Regions from separate parts of the Zea mays genome. Here region 2 is linked to region 1. A link is a contact called in public Hi-C data. All regions are on one chromosome and are shown on one strand. The core of a region is the stretch at or near the end of the contact, and the rest is flanking DNA. Distances in the headings are between cores, read along the strand shown. Region 1 holds the start of LOC103629857 (cyclic nucleotide-gated ion channel 1). Region 2 holds the start of LOC100282557 (GAMYB-binding protein).

What was found. Hi-C and Micro-C count contacts between places; a contact is called where the count stands out from the background.
Region 2: a Hi-C map of tassel shows a contact between it and region 1, with 2.7 times the contacts expected there. The contact joins the promoter of LOC100282557 here to the promoter of LOC103629857 in region 1. A contact is called at or near these places in 4 of 25 Hi-C or Micro-C datasets (ear, endosperm, leaf and 1 more).

What each region holds. Positions count from the first base shown.
Region 1 is chr6:116,809,187-116,813,687 of Zm-B73-REFERENCE-NAM-5.0, forward strand. LOC103629857 (cyclic nucleotide-gated ion channel 1) reads right to left here and starts at 2,393. Exons shown (of 8, transcript XM_020539432.2): 1 at 2,123-2,393; 2 at 1,350-1,506. The coding sequence starts at 1,381. LOC103629856 (pentatricopeptide repeat-containing protein At3g57430, chloroplastic) reads left to right here and starts at 3,823. Exons shown (of 1, transcript XM_008650948.4): 1 at 3,823-4,501. The coding sequence starts at 3,905.
Region 2 is chr6:117,467,015-117,471,298 of Zm-B73-REFERENCE-NAM-5.0, forward strand. LOC100282557 (GAMYB-binding protein) reads left to right here and starts at 2,415. Exons shown (of 6, transcript NM_001155465.1): 1 at 2,415-2,848; 2 at 3,865-3,990. The coding sequence starts at 2,638.

The sequences.
Region 1 (4,501 bases), core at 1,143-3,642:
AAAAAAAGGTTGCCAAAGGCCTAAAACTATGTTCTAACTTCATTAGTCTTGTTGTGGGGCCCATCCATTATATCCTGTGATATATCAAAGCTCCAATCTCCAATATGTGCAATGGTAGTGTGATGTTGTCTCTCTCTCTCTCTCTCTCTCTCTCTCTCTCTAACGTAGCTCTCATGCGTAGTTCGAAAAAAAAGGTTGCCAAAGGCTCGAAAAAAAAAGGTTGCCAAAGGCCTAAAACTATGTTCTAACTTCATTAGTCTTGTTGTGGGGCCCATCCATTATATCCTGTGATATATCAAAGCTCCAATCTCCAATATGTGCAATGGTAGTGTGATCTCCCCCTCCCTCCCTCGCTCTCTCTCTCTCTCTCTCTCTCTCTCTCTCTCTCTCTCTCCCCCCCCCCCCTCCCCCTCCCCCTCCCCCTCTCCCTTTCCCTCTCCCCCTCCCTCCCTCCCTCCCTCCCTCTCTCTCTCTCTCTCTCTCTCTCTCTCTCTCTCTCTCTCTCTCTCTCTCTCTCTCGCTCCCTCCCTCCCTCCCTCCCTCTCTCTCTCTCTCTCTCTCTCTCTCTCTCTCTCTCTCTCTCTCTCTCTCTCTCTCTCTCTCTCTCTCTCTCTCTCTCTCTCTCTCTCTCTCTCCCTCCCTCCCTCCCTCCCTCCCTCCCTCTCTCCCTCCCTCCCTCCCTCTCTCTCTCTCCCTCTCTCCCTCTCTCTCTCTCTCTCTCTCTCTCTCTCTCTCTCTCTCTCTCTCTCTCCCTCTCCCTCTCCCTCTCTCTCTCTCTCCCTCCCTCTCTCTCTCTCTATATATATATATATGTGTGTGTGTGTGGGCCCTAGAGGAGGTAGGACGACTAACTGCTGACTAGGGGTGACTAGTCTCCCTAATCAAAGACTAGTCGACCTTATCACCGACTAGACGATTTGAAAATATTGGAAGATATGCAAGGTGCACATTGACGTGGACATGGCATATCCGTTGACTAAGCCACTACCACGAGCAAAGCATGAGGCACACACAAGAGCCATGGGTGCAAAATGCTGGCACAATTAACTCTAGTGTGAGTGGGAGGCTTATGATGATACTTTAATGGTTGTCATAGAACGATGGCTGATGGCATCATGTCAAGATTTATGATTTACATGTTTCAATGGCAATCTCCCACTGTGCTATGCGACAGGAAGGTATAATCTATGATTATCTACTTGCAAGTGGTCCTATTTTACGCAACTAATCTTATTCACTGTTAGCATATAGCATACCATGTTTCCCAACGCTAGCATGACATGTTATGAACGTAAAACACTTCAACAAAATAATGTACTCAACTTGTCAAGCAACAGGGGATGGCTAACCTCACATATTTGTCCTCTCTTCCCATCACCATTTTCTTCGAATTTAGCTGCTAACACGAGTATATCAAATCTTCAAGCATGATATCCACATACGACAAGGTCTCGGGTGATTATAATCACAACCAAGTAAGAACACAAAACCGGTAAGCAAACTGTCCTGTAAAGTATTTTCAGTAATCAGAAGATAAAAGAAAGAAAATTAGCAATGTCGAAACAGCCAACTGAGATCCGGTATTAGAAAAAATAATCTTTGATGATCTAATTGCTCCGAAACATAGCCTGGAAGTAGCAGCATAACCCACAACATTCGAAAATAAGCATCCCAGTCTCAGAAATTGTAATAACCTTTGTAAACTCATTACCACCCGAGCCCGCCCGTGTGCGGCCACACTTTCTTTCTTCCTATTAATGAAACACCTGAACGCTGGCGAAAAAATAAAGTCTTGTATAATTAACAGCATGCCGCCACCAACGTCCTGAATTTGCCCCAGAATAAGGAAACCCCAAATCGCCCAAACACCCAACCTACGTGCCACAAGCATCACCTAGACAATGGATCAAAATGAAGCATGGCACTAAAGAGGAGAACAGCCAGCCGTACAGATATTTGATCCCCGCATCAAAACCCAAGCGAAAGCTAGGACACAACCCACCAGTCACGCGACACCAAATTGCGCGAAAACCAAGCTCGCCCGCGTTGATCCGACCGCAACGGCTTAGCGCAAAGCGGAAGTGAATCAGACCGGAGCAGGAAGAGCTGGGGGTTGGTTTACCTTGCGTTTCGACTTGGGGGCGCGGGAGTGCCCTTTCCCCTTCGAGGCGGGGCGGGGTAGGCGGGTGGAGTTGGGGGAGAAATGCAACGAAGCTTCCCGCTGGCGCTAACGGTCTTCGGTCTTCGGTCTTCGCCGCATGATGGTGGTGCCGTGGTCGACTGGTTGTGGCAGGCAGGCGGGGGAAAGACAGGAGGAGTCACAGGAGTGCGTGAACTCGACAGCAGCAGGACGGCAGTCACGGCACGACCATCGAGTCATCGACCAGGCACTCGCAATTGGGATGCAGGTATTTTTGAACTTAGGGGGCCGCTAAAATTTAGCTCTTGTCTCATCGAATGTTTGAACCTCCGTTCCGGGTATTAAATATAGTCGGATTATAAAACTAATTTGTCAGCCGAACAGTCACGGCACGACCATCGAGTCATCGACCAGGCACTCGCAATTGGGATGCAGGTATTTTTGAACTTAGGGGGTGTTTGGTTACACCCCGCTAAAATTTAGCCCTTTGTCCCATCGAATGTTTGAACCTCCGTTCCGGGTATTAAATATAGTCAGATTATAAAACTAATTTGTCAGCCGAAGATTAAAAGACGAGACGAATCTAGTCCAGTTGGTTGGGTCTATATTTCATACTCCTATTTAAAAGTCAAACGCTTGATGTGACCCGAGCTAAACTTTAGCAGGAGCAACCAAACACCCCCTTATTCTTTCTTGAACTTGTCATGTTATATCATGAAAGTCACTAAGTAAACTAATAAAATAAATTAAAATACGCCCTCTAACTTTTTTAGAAATATGTTCTCTAACTTTATCGGCCTGCGTAAAACTGTTCAAAATTAGATTTGCTCAAATCAGATATCGTCGTGACTCGTGACGGGACATGTTAAGCATATAAATGAAACTTTGGGGACTCAAATAACATAGTACGTCAAGTTCAAGAACCCAGTACATCATGTCAAAATCGGGACCCAAATGACTCCAACGTGACATGCCACGTCCGCATTCTGTTTGAACAAAATCGGGTTTGGACGGTTTTGGCGGGTCGACAAAGCTAGAAGACATGTTTTACTGGTTTTGTAAGTTTGATGACTCAAGTGATACAACGTATCAAATTCAAAAATGTTACTGCATTTTACTCATTCTAATACATTGGAATCTATTTAGAGCTTGTTTGTTTTCCATGGATTTTTAGAATCCTCACAAAAATATCTCATAATAAACCAAACACAATTAGATATTATGTCTTGGATATTGTACTTACATCTAAAGTTTGTAGAATCTACTTCCAACTGCATTGTGAGATAATATCTTAGATTTTGTGCAAAATTATATTATGAAAATCTCAGGGAAAACAAACGGAGCCTTAGACCATGTTCAACACTTCACCTATATGGTAAGTTAAAACAATGTTTTGCAATGTTTTGTACTGTAGAATGCATTGTTCCCATGGTGAAACTTAAATATGGATATGAAGATGAGTAAGTTGCTGAAGATAGTCTTAGAGATGTGTATTCGAGTCCGGTTCATATTAAACACTTAAATCATATGTTTTTAATATTAATATTCATTTATATTTTATTTAACGTATGCTGTTTATATTTAAATATAAATCCAAATTAAAATAGAAAAAAACTAATATCCATCCCTACCTAATCCATTTACACCCCGCAGGATCGTGTCATCCACACCCAAACACTCGACTCGAGTGGACTGTGGACTCGACGCTGAAGCCCCTAGCCGAGCCCCAAATCCCAATCGGCGGCCAATCCCCTCCGCCGCTCAATGGCCGCCACGCCCCTCCCTATCACCTCCCCACCTCCACCACCCACGCCACCCCTACCGCAGCCACCCACCGCCGCCACTATCCGCTCTCTCACTGCCGCAGGCAACCATGCCGCTGCTCTCCACGCGCTATCATCCTTGTCGGCGGCGTCCTCCTCCCATGCCCCGCTCGACCACTTCGCGCTCCCGCCCGCCGCCAAGTCCGCCGCCGCGCTTCGCTCCCTCATAGCCGTCCGGTCCATTCACGGCGCTGCGCTGCGCCGCGATCTCCTCCATGGGTTCACCCCGGCCGTCGCCAACGCGCTCCTCACCGCCTACGCGCGATGCGGCGACCTCACCGCCGCGCTCGCGCTCTTCAATGCCATGCCCAGCCGCGACGCCGTCACCTTTAACTCCCTCATCGCCGCGCTCTGCCTCTTCCGCCGCTGGCTCCCGGCACTGGACGCGCTCCGCGACATGCTCCTGGAGGGCCACCCGCTCAGCTCATTCACGCTTGTGAGCGTCCTGCTCGCGTGCTCCCACCTCGCTGAGGACCTGCGCCTCGGCCGTGAGGCGCACGCGTTCGCTCTCAAGAACGGGTTCCTGGACGGCGACGAA
Region 2 (4,284 bases), core at 1,165-3,664, 660 kb after region 1:
AGCCTTAGTACGGGCGTTAAGTGACGCAAAATAAATGTATTAGCCTTTTTATATATCGATGTTACACAACAAGGACGTTATATAACCTAGTAGCTTGGACTTTATAACAACTAATGATTTGAAGACGCTATGCAAAACTATTTTTTTATGAAGCAAAGGTAGTTACCAACTTACCATCTATCACAAGTAGAGGAAGGATCTTCGTTTTTTGGTTTTACCCTAGTTGTTTTGAACTAGGACTAATATCAGCATTAGTTCGAGATCCATCGCCTAGTGTTGCAGATAGGTGCAGAGGGATCTTCATAAATCCACTTAGCTAAAGCATTGTGTTTATGACTATAGTATCAACGAAACCTAGACCGATAAACTCTTTTGAAGCCCCACCCGCTAATTTGATCATGAGATAATTCTTTTTATTTCCCACACCTTCACAAGAAAAATCTCCCTCTAATTTGATCTAATCTCTTCTGAATCCCTTCATGAATCCAATAGCCCATTGTATACATAGGGTATTGGTCAAACTTGAAATGATCAACATTGATCTTCCTCCATAAGATAATTGACAACACTTTCAAGTCTCTAACCTTTACTCTAATTTGCCTGTTTTATTCACCGAGCTCTTACTTGGCCATCCTCTTGTACCTAATTGATGTCCTAGATATTTCATGGCAAAGTTCTTCGCCTTGCAATTAAAACCATCCACAATTCTCTAAGTTTCCACCTCATCAATCCTAATTGTATGCACCTATGGGTAGTTAATCTGTATACCCAAAACCTCTTCAAAGCAGAACTGAAGAAATTTACAAAGTGTTTGGTTTGAGGAATGAAGTGATCCATCTTCTTCTCACTCCTCACTTTTTTATTTGGTTTATGGAATAGAATGGGTTGATCCATCACTACCCCATTCCTCATAAGCTAATAATTAGTATATACATGAGGAGTGGGTTGATTCCACCAAAATTGATGGAATGAACTTATGATGCGTCACCTCATGAAGCATACAGTGACTCCATAAACCAAACACACCATTAAGATTTGCAATATCTCTTCCTAAGTTTTAGATGAACAAAGCTGTATCATCAATGTATTCCAAGTTATTTAGGCTCGCCCCAGCGAGATGATAAGTTACTCCATTGATATACCCCCTTCCCAAAAGCTCTCTAAAATGGTAGACAAACCATGGCATCAACCACCAAGTTGAATATAAGGGGAGATAAAAAGGTCACATTGCCTCAGGCCCTCGAAGCATCTGAAATATTTTCCTACATCTCCATTAAGATTGGTGGTCACTCTAACATCTCAAACAACTTATATTTGCTTCTATTTTCAGTTTGAAAATGATTTCCTATTTTTCTTCTTCATTAAGTCTTGTGACATATCACATTTTTGGTCTATATAACAACTCATTGAATTCTAGAGGAACCATCTATTGTTGGAACTATCCTTCTATGCCAAATAATAAATAAATAAATATAATATTGAAGTACCAATATTTTATCATATTTTTTGCCCATCTTTTCTTAAATATCTTACTAAAATAACGAGTCTCTGTCATGAGGTAATATAGATAGCTAGAAATCTCAATCTAAATATATTTCTTCGATCTAAAATCTGAATAGTAACTGTAACCCAAATAAAAGATGTATATGTACCTTTCTTACCGTAATAATCAAAGGTTTTTTTAGTTAGACTCTGTTTGAAACCTCTAAAGCTTAGCCTGCTAACAAATTGTTTACTAGATTAAACCAACTAATAACCTAATCGTTTGTGGATAGTTAGTTACCAATAAGTTGAGGTCTCAGCTCGGGTGTTTCGCATCTTCACAACTAATTTTAGCAGCTAACTATCAGCACTAGAGATTTCAAAGAGAACCTTAACATACTTTTGTTATTTCAAACATTAGATTCACAAAAATAGAACTCAAAACACGTCAAATTAACTTAATTCAGTGTCATTTTAAATATTTTTGTCCTTATGCGTCTTTTTATCTTTTGTATGTGCACATACGCATAGCAGGACAAAAATATCTAAAAATACATTAAAATCAAGTCTGACATGTTTTAAACCATATTTGTACTAATGATTTCTTTAATTACACTCCTAAAATTTAAGACTAAACTTTAGTCTATAGAAATCCTATTTAAAAGATCTATTTTAGTCTTCCCGTTTAGTATTTTCAAAACAAAAAATGACTCACTAAAACTTAGAGGTTGGAACCAAACACCACGGAGGGTACGAATTTCTACTTCGAGGGTACGAATTTCTACTTCGTGAAGTGCGTGAAGTGTATTTATCTACCTGTCCCCACCGGAGGGTACGAATTTACTCTGTCTTGTTCAGCTGTCCTTTTTCTTCCCGTTTAAACACCCCCAGATTTCTCTATATCACGACGCTACCCCTCCACGTCTCCGCTTCTCGTGTTCTTGTTCGTCTCCGCCTCAGGCAAACTCCACACGGACACGGTCACACCTCGCTCGCTCTCGCTCCCGTATCGCGGTTTCCTTTTCGAAGCCTTGCTAGGTTTAGCTGGGGCCTCCGTCTATCCTGTCAATGGCCCCTTAGGCGGCTGTACTTCAGACTTCAGAGGTGACGTGAGGCGTGGGGACGCGCGTAGCTGATTGGTTCGAGGAGGCGGGGATGGACCCGGACTTCTCGCCGGCGAGTGGGGGCCCGAGCTTTGAGTTCGCCTTCAACTCGGTCAACTTCTCTGACCGGGTGTTGCGGATCGAGATCGTCGCTGGGGATGACGCCCTCGGGGCCAAGGGCGCCACCGGCGAGGGGTGCTCATCTCTTGCCGACTGGGCGTGCCACCGCAAGCGACGACGGGAGGAGCTCCGACGCGACAAAGGTGAGAGAGGATTTCTGATTATCTTTTTTTTTTTCATATTCCCTAGAATTTGCGAATTGGCTGTGGATTCCAAACTGGGGAAAGACAGTGGTTGGTTGTTTGAATTGAATTATTCCATGCGTTCTCTGGAACTTTTGAGGTGATTTGATTTGACCTTACCATGTGCTCGGGCTTTACTAAAGCCTTCGGCCTCAAGTGCTAAAATCCCCCCTTTCTATTCAAAATAGGAAGGGTATTTTAGCCCCCCTCGTTCCCCTCCAATTCCCTGACTCCCAAACTAGCCCCAAGTGTTGTGAAGGCACTTTTTGTTTTAATCGAGGCTGTGAAATGTGGGATTGTGGTTCTCTTTTTCAATCCTTTGAGTTGGCGTAGTGGCAATTCAGATTATCATTTACTAAGCAATCTGTTACCAATGAAATGACCAAGTGGTGGAAATTAGTGGGGATAATTATTGCAATTGACACTTGGCTGTGGGTGATATGTTCTGCTGTATTGGCACGATGTCATTCATCTCTGCATTTGGTTTGTGCAAACTAATTATTTGTATGCCCTACCTTGATCAATGCCTGTAATATGATTTACATAATCATGAACATATGAACAACACACTCAAGACCAGCCTGTGCGACCGAACAAAGCTTGCAAGTTTGGGATGTAATCTCTTTGGCTATTGCTGCATCGGTTGTAAATGAGGAAGAGGAAAGGAGCGAGGAAGAAGATAAAGAAGGGAGAGTGTCAAGGGGGTGCATATCTTGGCTGTTGGATCGATCCAACACCCAAAAAATGTGATTGAAGCCATAGCCAAATATCAGGCAACTGATAAGGATGCTGATCTATATTAGTGATATTTTTTTGTGCTGACCATCATGCCTTGGCAATTTACTATCTCATTTTCTTTCACTGATTGCTGTAATTTCCAGTTTATTCCCATCTTATGTCTTTCATAGTTCTGCATGATCTTCAACTATCAAATTTATCATGCGTATAACTTTTGAACTACTGTTTTATGGACCCAGAATCTAGAAAATACATGCCAGATCCAGCAAACTGCAAAGTTGAAGCTGAAGAATGTGATGCCTACGAGGAAGGCAATGAGCCTGTAGCTATGATAGAAGAATCTCCGCCTGATATTGAGGCAGATGGTTAGTGCAATTTATTTTTTTTTCAATTATGTCATTCAAATATTTTAAGTTTTTTTGGGTTCAGGAAAGGCAGCCTTCATACACTCAGTAAACTCCTTACCTTTTTACCATGTGTTGCAAATTCAGGGTCTGCTAATTATTATTAGTGCCGATGGTGTTTTCTTGTCAAGTTTACTATTGTCTTGTGGCACAATGTATTGGTGAACTTGTTCAGATGTATTGAAGTTGGCCCAAGCTAACTTGTGGTAGAGAACACATTAATTATTTTTTCATGTAGGCGATGGGAACTGTTAT